4 separate regions of the Mus musculus genome follow, and regions 1, 2 and 4 are each linked to region 3. The links are chromatin contacts, called in public HiChIP or PLAC-seq and promoter capture Hi-C maps. All regions are on one chromosome and are shown on one strand. The core of a region is the stretch at or near the end of the contact, and the rest is flanking DNA. Distances in the headings are between cores, read along the strand shown.

Region 1 (3,021 bases), core at 219-2,718, 560 kb after region 3:
GCTAATAAGATCAAAGTAGAAAATAACAGCTTGGATCTTACTGGGTTCACACAGAAAACTTTGTGCTTGCTTCCTTTCTGTCTCTAACTGGGCCCTGGTTGGCCAGTGATCTGACTCTAAGTGCCCTGGTTGGCCAGTGTTCTGACTCTAAGTGGGCCCTGGTTGGCCAGTGATCTGACTCTAACTGAGCGCTGGTTAGCCAGTGATGCATTTCCAAAGGATGGCATCTGTTTCATCTGCTTCAGGAAGCTGCCTCTGATGGCAATGACAGATGCCCTCTGTTTTCCTCTCTGTCCCAGTAAAATTTCACCTGATGTTTGTTGTTTATCTCACTACCTCCTCTGGGCGAACCTGCTTATCCTACTGAAAAGGGAATGCACTAGGCTAGGCTAGTCTCTCAAAGGAAGGTCAGTGCCTAGATCCGGAGAGCTTGCACTTAGAAGGACACTGAGTTTCACTGAAAATAAGCATGATGGGAAAGGCTCAGGCAAAGTGCTTCCAGCAGACATTCAGAGCTTAGGAGTCCTCTCAAGTATGAGGGGTAAAGAAAAGCCTGATCAAGGTGTGTATCATGGTTTGAGTCTGAAGTTTTGCCAGCAGCCCGCTCCTTCAACCTCACACAGTCAGTCCACCTTTGGGGCCTTTGCTCCCTCCTCCATATCATTCCCCAATCCAGTCTTTACCTGGCTGTTTTCTTTCCATCGTCAAAATCTTCAAACGCCAGTTCGTCACAGAGGCTTTCCCTAATAATACGCTCTAGAACAACCCCATCCCACATGCCAGCCATGGGCTACGATGGTGTCTCAGTCTCTGAGGGAAAGCAGAGAATCGTGCCTCTCCCATCGTGCTGGAAGGTGAGCTCCTTGACAACACAGATGCCTTCCTACAGACCAGGGCACACCCACGACCTGCGCTTTAACCGCTCACTCCTCAATCAAACGCACCTTCGAGGCAGAGGCATGGCGATCACGTGACCCGATACTGCTGCTATTATTTTACTCTAACCACATGCTGTACCATCATCAGGATCCTTATTCTAATGGTCTCCAAATTAATTTAATTGGGATTATGAAAGTCACATGCAAGTTAGTGTTAGAACAGGGCTAGAATTCCAGTTTTGCCAACTTAAAACCCCACTTTGAATATTAAAATGCAGAAACACTGGACTTAAGGAGAGATGACCTACATAAGAGACAGCCCCGAGGAAATATTTTTAAATCACTTCTGATGATTCTGGATTATGAAGAAAACGCTGGCTCCATCCTTTGAAGAGAAAAACTTAAGGAGCTTTCCAAACAAAAGAAAAATCCTAGTTACTTACTTATGGTTAAAACTGTGTCAAGGCAACCATTACTCTTCTCATTTTAGAAACAGAGACTGGTCTTTCAGGAAGTGTAACTAACAGAGAGAGTAAAGGTTCTAAACTCAGTGGAGTCCCTCTCCAGTCAGCCCTGCCTGCCTCTTGCTGCCCAGACCTTGGTGGTTTTCAGCAAAGTTGGAGAAATGGAGTTGTGTGCCTGAGCCCAGATGAGACCCAACTTACGCATAGTCTCAAAGACTTTTGCCCTGACTATAAGGTGACTGGTGGAGTTCTAGGTTGTAGCACCTGCCCCGGTACCTCCCCTAATCCTGCTAAATGTGAGGTCTGCGACAAATACCCAAGAAAATCGATTTTGAAATGCATTGAGAGGCCGCGGGAGTGGGGAAACGTCTGGGAATGTAGTCAAAATGCTATAGAAATAAGGATATGTCAGGAAGCAAAGGGCCCCAGGCTGTGAAATAGAAGATGATCTTGCAAGGTGATCGGGACAGCATTTTTCAAGGCTGCAAGTAGTAAAAAGGGGATGAGAGGAAAAGATGAGATTTTTCAAAGCAATATCATATTTAAGGTTTCTTGGTTCCCCGCGATATAAAGTTAAAGATCCAGGAGGAGAAATCAGGACTTTGATGGTCACATCGCTCCGGCACTTGGATGTTATACTCAGCATGCGTCTTCTTAATATTCGGAGACTATATTTCCTCTTTCTAATTCTTAATATTTGATCTTTTTTTTCCCAAACAAATACCTAGTCTACATTCCTGCTGAATTCACCAGGGGGAATTCTTTTCAAGATGCAACAATGTCTGAATTTTCTGGATCTCCTTCATTGACCTTAGAAAATGGTCCTTACATCTGCATATCTCATGTGCCATTAATTAACTTTGATACTTCATTATTAATGAACTTTTTCGGAAGCTGTATTTCTGTACTGCTGGGAAGCCACCTTCTGGGGGAAAAAAAAAGGAAGAAGGAAGGAAGGAAGAAAAAGGGCACTAGTCTGCAAGTGGAAACAGGTAGCCTGCCACCGTCACACCATGGAAAGAACGAGTTTAATTCTGTCTTAATGGCAGAATAAATGGAATAGGGATAATACTTCACACTAATAAATTAAATTTGGGTCATCGGTGTAAGATAGAAATGTTTCTGATAGTTACAGCCTGGGATGCAGAAGCTGGAAAAAGCTCAATTGCTCTGCGAAGTGTTCTTTGTATTTAAAAAAGGAGGCTATCATTTTAACATTTCCCTTAACTTTGCTAAAAATAATAACCATGACAGAATGCTTTTCTCCCCTTCTAACAGGGATGCCAAATTGGAAAAAAAAAAAAAAAAAAAACATAAATAAATAAATAAAAATTTTTTAACTACTGAAGAACCACAGTGACCCCTACTGGAAATAGGTGGAATTGGACCTGGTCTTAAGGTAAGAGAGTGTGCAAAAACATTTCTCTCCACAAAAAAGTGGGAAAAAAATGTTAACTCAAAAAATTCATATTCATGCCTGTGCCTGCTTTCCTTATCCTCTAGATAACCCATAATTTTTTGGCTATAGTTTATGTGCTTGTAATCATGCTGTCTGAATTTTGTATGTATGAAGAAATGGCAGCAGCCATTTCCCTGTGGTATTAAATTTTTCATAAGTGTCCTTTTTGATGTAGTACAATCTATTCAATCATTTCTTTTTACTACTAAAGCTCTGGAAG
Region 2 (2,930 bases), core at 174-2,673, 940 kb after region 3:
GGAGGAAGGCAGCGCCTACACTGCTCTCTGTGGTAGCACCATGCCTCGCTCTGAGTACCACAGCCCAATGGGACCTGCCCACCAAAGTTCTTCAATGAGGGTTAGCAAGCAGAAATGTGTGAGTCTATGGCCAGTAAGAGAGAAGAACGGTGGCTTAGGGATTGAGCCCAGTGGTAGGGCCTTGCCTGGTAAGCACAAGGTCTTAGGTTCAGTTCTCACCTCTGAGGAGGGAGAGGAAAGGAGGGAGGGAGGAAGGGAGCTAAAAAGATGGCTCAGTGGTTAGTAGCACTTGTTGCTCTCGCTGAGAACCCAGGGTGAGTTCCCCAGCACCTGCATAGTAGCTCACAGTCCTGGACACCAGGAATGCAGAGAGTGCGCAGACACACATGCAGGCGAGACAATCACACACAAAAATAAAGAAATCAAAAAAAAAAAAGCTTTAAAAAGAAGACAGTAAAATCTTTGATCAGTTGATGATTGAATTATGACCAATTCTGCTATAAAATAGTAACTATTTGGAGGGTCGAATACATTTAAATCTTACTTTCCTAAATAAATCTGAGGTAGACAGGCAATCTGCAGATGCAGAGGAGCAAGGCAGTGTCCCGGGACTGGAGATAAATTGCTCAGTGGGAGCCAGTGTGCCTGGGTGACCCGCGGCAATAATAAACCTCTTAGATGTCACAGGCTTCTTAGAGACTATGATGAAGCTAGGAACTCTCCCTAGAAAAATGCACTTAGGTGCATAAACACGAGGGTTTTCAAAAGTTCCTATTCTAGCATTCTCCACAGTTCCTACTGCAGTGACTGAAGGTTAAAGAATCGCCCACCCCACCCCCACCCCAGGGAAGGGGTGCATAGCCAGAAGTAGAGCTGCCTTATTAATGAATGGAGCTCTTTCCAGCTCTCACCTGCACCCTAGAGCCCGTGCCGCTGCAAAACTTACATAAGAAACTGGTGAGTGTGACCCAGGAGGGCAGACTCCCAGCCCAGGCCTTCAGAAGCGCGAGTGGGGCGGAGGCCCACGCCCCCTCCCGCCCACGCAGCCCTAGGGCTGCAGTGCAGTCCGGGATCAGTGGGGGCACGTCCGGGCCCTTCCTCACCCCCCGGGTCCTGTGCCACCCCGACCCCAGCCTCCAGGTCGCGGCTCTTACTGGTATCCAGCGTCTTCTGGAGCATGAGCGGACAACTCTGGTCCCGGGTGAAGAGGCTGGAGAGGAAGCCCTGCTGGGGCTTCCCGTGGGCCGGCGGCTCAGGCGAGCCCTGGCCAGAGTCGGGTCGCTGCAGCAGTGGCTCGCCAGCCGCAGGGCCGAGCTCGCCGCCGCCCGGAGCTCCTGCCATGAGGCCCGCAAGCCTCCTCCTGCCCGCTCGACCTAGGACAGCCGCTTCCGCCGCCGGCGCACGCTCCGCGGGCCAGCACGAAGGAGACGCGGCGTGCAGCTCGTGGGCGGGGCTTGGTAGGCGTGGTCGGTGGGCGGGGCTGATGGGCGGTGCCTCGCGACCGCCGATGCTGGCCACTATATTGCCTTCTGCACCTCAACCATCCTCCCACTCCCTCACCTGCTGTTTCTCTTATTCCCGCTACCCACTCACACCGAATTAAAGGCAGTGTTTTCAGAAACGCTTGGATATTTCAAAGACTGGTTGGTCTCATCAAAATGTGGCTCCTGGGGACCCATTCATCAACCCTCCTCTTGCTCAGAAATAAGATACACACATCTTGGGTCTGGAGAGATGGCTCAGTGGATAAGAGCACTGACTGCTCGTCCAAAGGTCATGAGTTCAATTCCCAGTAACCACATGGTGGCTCACAACCATCTGTAATGGGATCTGATGCCCTCTTGTGTGTCTGGAAACAGCTACAGTGTACTCATATAATAAAATAAATCTTTTAAAAAGAAGGGGGTGGTTGGAAAGATGGCTCAGCGGTTAAGAACACTGACTGCTCTTCCGAAGGTCCTGAGTTCAAATCCCAGCACCCACATCGTGACTCACAACCATCTGTAATTTGACACCCTCTTCTGGTGTTTATGAAGACAGCTACAATGTATTTATATATAAATCTTAAAAAAAAAAAAAAAAGGCTTTTTCCTCAGTTCCCATAATCAGAGTCCACCAGCACACTTACTCAAAATTAATGTTGCCAGATCTGCAGTTTAAGGCACTTTGTCCGTGTTAGTGCTCTCATGACAGACTTCCAGCTTTTACGTAGTGTGTGTGTGTGTGTGTGTGTGTTTCTTTCCTCACTAAATTATTCAGCTCAGCTCACACTGCTAAACACCTGCTCCCACGGGCCAGGCAGGATGGTAGAGTTGGAGAAAACGAGGACAAATGTCCAAGAAAAATAGGCATGCAATGCCTTGTGAACAGCACTTAGGGGTCACGGTGCTCCGTAAACAAGAGTTGAATGGGAAGCAGAAGGCATCACTCGCTTGGAATATTATACAAATATGAGCGCCTGCACTTACAGACTAATAAAGCCATAAGCCAAAGATTAGATTCTTTTTATCAAGGTCCACATATGTACATTATTACCAGTCCTCATGACAACCTTGCAAAATAGTATCAACCCTAATTTGCAGATAGAACTTGCCCAGCTACAGAAGAAGGCTGAAGGTGTTACTCAGTTGAGAGAGCGCTTGCCTGATTGATACACATGAAGTGCTGGGTTCTACGCCCAGCACCACACAAGCAGACAGTGGCAACATGTGCCTGTAACAACAGCCCTGGGGAGGTAAAGACAGGAGGATCAAAGATTCAGTGTGATCCTAAGCTACATAGCAAGGTCAAGGCCAGGCTGGGTGACACAAGACCACTTTCACATCAGACATGGAGATGCAGAGTTTAGAGTTTGCCCAGCTGATTTCCTGTCTTGGTTTGGGGATTACAGTTAAGTGATTAGATGGATCTCAGAAGAGACTTTGAACTTT
Region 3 (2,702 bases), core at 105-2,604:
CATGGGGTTAAAGTCTCAATTCCATCAGCTATCTCATCCTGCATCAACTAGCTGATTAAGTAACCCAAGTCACAGACATGCTTGGGCAGATACCATGCAGCCAACAACCTACAGAAACAGAGCCTTAAAATTAGTTTATGTCACCCTACAAAATGTTAGGTATCTCTTTGGGACCTATTTTCCCTGAGGTGTTAGCAGATCAACTCTGAGGTCTCCATTATTTTCAACACCTTGCTACCCAGGTTACAGGCTGAGTACATCCAGACAGACTTCAGGGGTGCCTGGTATTTTGGTTCTACCTCCTCCCTCAATATACCCCACAGACAGATAAGCTTATTTAAGTCTGGTAGACTTTTCAGTCAAGAATGTCATCATTCAAAAGGCAGGTAGACTAAGGTAAGTGTGTGTGTGTGTGTGTGTGTGTGTGTGTGTAAGCATGTGTGTGCATGTGCACGTGTGTTTGTGCGTGCGTTCGTGTGTGCATGCGCACGTGTGCTTTTTCTTTCAAGGTCTTAGCATATATTAGTGTGGTTGCTTTTATTCTTCTTAGCTACTATTGTTTGGAATCTGATTGCCAACTTGGATTTATTAATTTATTATTTAGTTTATTAATTTATTTAGTTATTTATTAATTTATTATCATTCCCTCCAGCTCCATCTATTATAAACCAAGCTCCCATATCCCAAACCATGTCCTTTGTCCATCCATCTAGCCATCCATCCATGTGCACATACGTTTGAGACAGGGTCTCACTGTGTTGTCCTGGCCGGCCCGAAACTCATAGGTCTGCCTGCCTCTTCCATACAGTGCTGGGTTGCCAGGCTATACATATACATCATATACAAATACGCATACATATACATTATATATGTCCAATTTATGGGCATAAAAGACCTCACTGGCACCGATATTAATTTTTTTTATGAAAGCCACTGTTTCATTCGCCAACAATATAATAATCGACACAGTTCTCTCGCTAGGAATTGAAAGGCCTTGGAACACTGCAACTACTTTAACTGTACTCTCTAAAGTTTCCCTTAAGTAACTGCAGCTCAGAGCACCAGCCGGCTCAGTCCTTCGCTGGCTCGCTCCTTCGCTGGCTCGCTCTTGCCCTCCCATTCCATCTGATCTATGGTTCTCAGGACATAGCGGAGACTGCTGGCTGCAGACGCTGGAAAATGTAACTCGGAATTTCCTACAATCTCAGCTCCACTTTCTCCCGGGCGCCGGCTCGGGGCTGGAGCCTTGTTATTGTCACGTGGCCGCGGGTGCCAGGCGGGCCAATGGGCGCGCGCCCGCCTTCTCGCCCCGCCTCGCCGTTCCGCCGCGCCGGGACATCGCGCCCCGCCGCCCGCCGCAGGCGGAAAAGTTTCTCGGCGTGCCATCCCGTTCTCGGACGCCGCTCGGGCTGCCTTCACCGTGGCTGCCGGTCCTCCGCTGCTGGCTCTCCCGCTGTGCAGGGGCATGCGAGGCCTTCAGTGCGGGGACTGAGCCACCAGGAGCACGAGGCGGCGATCGGCGTGTCCAGCCCGGTCTGGGAGTCGGTGCTTTTGGGGGTGCGCGAGGTTGTAGAGCTCCGGGCCGAACCGGAGGCGGCGGGGCGCGCGGCGATGGGTGCTCCCGGACTCCGAGCGGCCACCGCGGCGCTGGGACTGCTGCTGTGCGCGGGGCTGGGGCGCGCGGGCCCGGCGGGAAGCGGAGGCCACGGGGCTCCCGGGCAGCTCTTGGACGACGATGCGCAGCGCCCGTGTCCAGCCGCCTGCCACTGCCTCGGGGACCTGCTGGACTGCAGCCGGCGGCGGCTGGTTCGCCTTCCCGATCCTCTCCCGGCCTGGGTCACACGGCTGTGAGTATCAGTATCATTCCGGTGGGGTGAAGGAGACCGGCCCGCCAGGGGTGCGAGACCAGAAGAGTCCGCCTAGGCCCGGGGCTCAGAGCGCACTATACAGCGCCCAGGCCGCTACCGGAGCCCTGTGGGGGGACTCAGTCTCCCTCTGCATCCGCGCAGGTGGGTTCTTGAGTCGCCACTCCTAGGCCAGCAGACCCGACGCCTGCGATTGGGAGCCAGTCTGCGAGACACTGTATTTTGCAAGTTTTCTTCTGAGTTTATGTAGGAAACTGGCCCAACTGTAGCTTCTCAGGGGTTAGTTAGGGTCCCTAGACGGTCACTGCAGGCGCGCCTTTCTCTTATAACCCCCCTTGCTCAAGCAAAGCCGCACAGACTTTTTCTCTCCGCAGTGCTTAATTTCACATTAGCAGACCATCAGCCTCGCTCCCGGGCCACTTTGAAATGCGTCTGCGTCTTGGTTACTGTGAGAAGTTGGGTGCGAAGACTGATCGGGTAGATTAAGCAAAGGAAGTAGGTTTTCACAACCGAGATCTGGGCAAGTTTAGAGCCTGCGCTGAGTGCTGTTTGGCGGATTTTAGCTGGGAAGCCAGAAACCCCGAAGTCACTGCCAACTGTGTGGATAGAACACGGAAGAAAATATAATTTACTTGGAAATGCGAGTCCTTACAAATGTCAGCTCTCTTTATTCTCTCCCAACCCCTAATTTTGTTAAAATTGGAGGGGGCGTTTAAGCCATAAGCAAAAAAGCAAAAGTTGCACTTAAAAAAAAAAGAAGTTGTCCCGTTTAAAAGAAATCAAATCACTTCATACTTAAAGATTCTGAAATTTAGGCCTAGCAGACATTCTCAGCTC
Region 4 (2,837 bases), core at 99-2,598, 840 kb after region 3:
AAGATCTGAACATCCCTCTCCAGTGTAAGTAAGCAAGGGCGAACTCTCTTTGGTGACAAGAACTGACAATAAGGAGTATATTCAACAAACTTCAGAAGCCCTTTGTGCCCTCTGTTTTTGAAGTCAGAAAACCTACATTAGAAAGTTTGGACCTAATGTATCTCTGCTGTGGCACACTGCCCTCACTGGCTCTGCCCGTCACTGACAGCCAAAGACATCTGAACACGTTGCTGCTTCTTGGTTCTGTAACAAGGCAGAAATCTCTGCCTCTATTTTTAAATTATTTTATCAGTTCTTTATTTGCCCATCACTCATTTTCTATACAGAAGTATTTGAATTATGCATAAAACCTTTTAAAGGGCATTTTCAGATAAAGCACTTTATATTATTAAGCATTGTAAAATTATTATTGCACACCACTTTTATTATGTAGTTCATTTTAAATGGGCCAGAATATTTTAATCATCCATGGAAAGCCAGAGTTTATAGCTTAAAATTGAAAATATACCTACACATTTTTTCCATAAAATATGCGTGCATGATTTTCAACCCCATTTAACTAATGTGTTTTTGGAAATATGTTACAATAGTAAATTCAACAAACCTCAGTCAAGGAAAAAAGTAATATAAAAAGTGTGATTTAATAGCAATGTGGTGGCCTTTTTTTTTTTTTACAGAAGACCCTATTTTGAAATATGAATCATTTTACATAGATAACCTCTATATTTCCATGTCGTTTGTCTAAACAGTAGTCTGTACAACTCTGGGTACAGAATTGAAAATTATAGCAGAAAATCAAACTGTCAAAACAACATAAATTACCCACAATGCAATGCAAAGTAAAAAATTGCAACTGGTAAAGAATTAAAGAATAACCAAAAAAAAAATCGATAGTATGCGCACCCTAGATAAACACGGGTTTAGAAGTGTAGAATATTTGCAATCCTGTCACTAGAGAATATTTCTTTACTGCACTGGTGATCTGAAAACACACTGTCAGGTCATTGAACGATTTAGCTTTGCAATTACCTCCTGGTCAGCACGCATAACATGTACAGAAAAGGAATTTTTCCTAATTAAGTCGCTTTTCTCAAGATATGATGTCACATGAAATTAAGGCTTTTTTTTTTTTTTAATGGTTCAGTGCTTTTATTGGAACCATTGGCTGGATTAAAAGCTTTTGATTCTAGTACAATCCCTTCCCATACAACAAATGCCAAGATAAGCATCGATCTTATGCCCTGCGTGACCAGTTGCTGGGATTCGCGTGGGCAGCTGGAGGGCAATGCTGAACGGGACCAGGTTCTCATGGGGCTTCACTGCATGTTAGCGGGCACCAGGCTGCTGCCCGCAGTCTGCTGGAGCACGGACCACAATGTGAGCTGGTTCCCAAGCGGCCATTCCCACAGCAGAGCTCAGAGAACAAACAGCGTTTTCCTACAGCGCCCTCTTTCAGCTCAAACAGGGCGATAGGCACCACGGATGAGAGTTCAGTTGACAGCCTCGTGCTTCTGACACAGTAGAATACGTGCAGTGTTCCCTTCTCTTTGGATGGCACATGGTCTGCACACTGAACCTTGTGCGTCTTGGGCACGTTTCTTGCACATCAAAATGAAACCAAGCCCAGCGGGTCTGATAATTGCCGCGGGTCTGTTTTCTAGCCGGTTTCCCTCGGCGCTTGAGCAACTTCTTCAGCACATTCTTGATTGATAAATGCATGTGCACGCTAGACAGGACCCTGTGGCGTTCACGGAGCAGCCACAGGGACAGGGAGCCTGGCTTTGCATAGATCACAATGTCGTTCAGTTTCCCCATCCTCGCCAAGCACTGAATTCAACTCCAATGCATTAGTGGTTACAGCTGTAAGCTCATCAACTTGCCAGGTGTCGATTCCGTCCAAGTCGGCATCTGGAGCGTAAACAGTCTTTGAAAGACTATGTCTGCCGCCTAAAACTCATACAAGAACTTTAAAATATCATCTTGACATGGTTTCCTGAATGTGGCTAGCAGCTGGCGCTCTTACTGGGCACACTGGGGAGAGACAGGTACGGGTGGGGGGAGGGGTCCAGACCAGGCATCACCAGATTCAACAAGACCCAAACCAAAGGAGAGGGGGTAATGTGAGAGGGACATGAATGCTCAAAGACTGCCGATGGCCATGTTGGCGCCCAGCCACAATGGCTCTCTGAGCTAATTTGTTAGATGTGCACATTTCTGTGGGGCAAAATTGTTTCCTCCTGCTGCTTTGTCAGATTTTGTCACAGAGCACTGGCTAGTTTTATGTCGAGTTGACACAAGCCAGAGTGATCTGAGAGGGATGCACTTAGATTGAAAACTTGCCTCCATAAGATCTGGCTGTAGGCAAGCCCATTGTGCGTTTCCTTAATTAGTGATTTAGGACATCCCTGGCTGGTGGTCCTGGGTTCTATAAGACAGCAGGCTGAGCAAACCATGAGGAGCAAGCCAGTAAGCAGCGCCCTCTGTTGATTGATGTAGGTAGTAGGTGCCACCGTGGAGAGAGAAGCTCACCAAGTCGTTAAGCTTCATTTCCGGAAAGATCAGAGGGTTTTGCCTTCTTGGAGAAGCCTGACACCCAGCTAGCTCACTCCAGTTACTTTGTTCAAACATTATACAAGGTTAATCAGGCCTGGGAAAGGTTCCAACTACCACAGTTCTCTTGCCCTTGCTGCCCGTGAGAGCAGACGACCCACACAAATCTCAGGCCCTTCAGACCATGGCTAGCCAGAGTCAAAAGAAAGAACTCCAAGTTTGGCAGGGGTGTCTTAGGAACAAGGTCGGTGCAGCTGCAAGTTTTCATGTAGCACCAAGTGCAGATT

Evidence for each region. Promoter capture Hi-C pulls out the DNA fragments that hold promoters and counts their contacts. HiChIP or PLAC-seq counts read pairs in DNA pulled down with a chosen protein or histone mark.
Region 1: an H3K4me3 HiChIP or PLAC-seq map of microglia shows a contact between it and region 3, with 5 times the contacts expected there. The contact joins the enhancer-like site here to the promoter of Lrig3 in region 3. A contact is called at or near these places in 1 of 39 promoter capture datasets (hippocampal neurons), 1 of 484 Hi-C or Micro-C datasets (LSK cells), 11 of 115 datasets of contacts at active chromatin or transcription factors (astrocytes, bone marrow-derived macrophages, craniofacial prominence and 7 more) and 3 of 9 other capture datasets (adipose tissue, embryonic stem cells and liver).
Region 2: a contact with region 3 is called in an H3K4me3 HiChIP or PLAC-seq map of craniofacial prominence, with 4 times the contacts expected there. The contact joins the promoter of Atp23 here to the promoter of Lrig3 in region 3. A contact is called at or near these places in 4 of 115 datasets of contacts at active chromatin or transcription factors (astrocytes, craniofacial prominence, embryonic forebrain and 1 more).
Region 4: a contact with region 3 is called in a promoter capture Hi-C map of hippocampal neurons, with 2.9 times the contacts expected there. The contact joins the enhancer-like site here to the promoter of Lrig3 in region 3. A contact is called at or near these places in 2 of 39 promoter capture datasets (hippocampal neurons and pre-B cells), 3 of 115 datasets of contacts at active chromatin or transcription factors (astrocytes, embryonic stem cells and stem cell-derived neural progenitor cells) and 1 of 9 other capture datasets (embryonic stem cells).

The regions. Positions count from the first base shown.
Region 1 is chr10:126,528,878-126,531,898 of GRCm38.p6, forward strand. No RefSeq gene overlaps it. Among named protein-coding and RNA genes, the nearest start is that of Gm40797, 130 kb to the right of the region's middle. Within about 2 kb of position 1,469, at least 5 of the 459 cell types and tissues checked have an H3K27ac peak or open chromatin away from gene starts, as enhancers often do. A contact at or near this core is called in microglia, where this site is marked.
Region 2 is chr10:126,899,948-126,902,877 of GRCm38.p6, forward strand. Atp23 (ATP23 metallopeptidase and ATP synthase assembly factor homolog) reads right to left here and starts at 1,424. Exons shown (of 6, transcript NM_001159559.1): 1 at 1,155-1,424. The coding sequence starts at 1,341.
Region 3 is chr10:125,964,865-125,967,566 of GRCm38.p6, forward strand. It overlaps Lrig3 (leucine-rich repeats and immunoglobulin-like domains 3), which reads left to right and starts at 1,355. Exons shown (of 19, transcript NM_177152.5): 1 at 1,355-1,847. The coding sequence starts at 1,612.
Region 4 is chr10:126,808,318-126,811,154 of GRCm38.p6, forward strand. It overlaps the pseudogene Gm9111. Among named protein-coding and RNA genes, the nearest start is that of 4930484H19Rik, 16 kb to the left of the region's middle. Within about 2 kb of position 1,349, at least 47 of the 459 cell types and tissues checked have an H3K27ac peak or open chromatin away from gene starts, as enhancers often do. A contact at or near this core is called in hippocampal neurons, where this site is marked.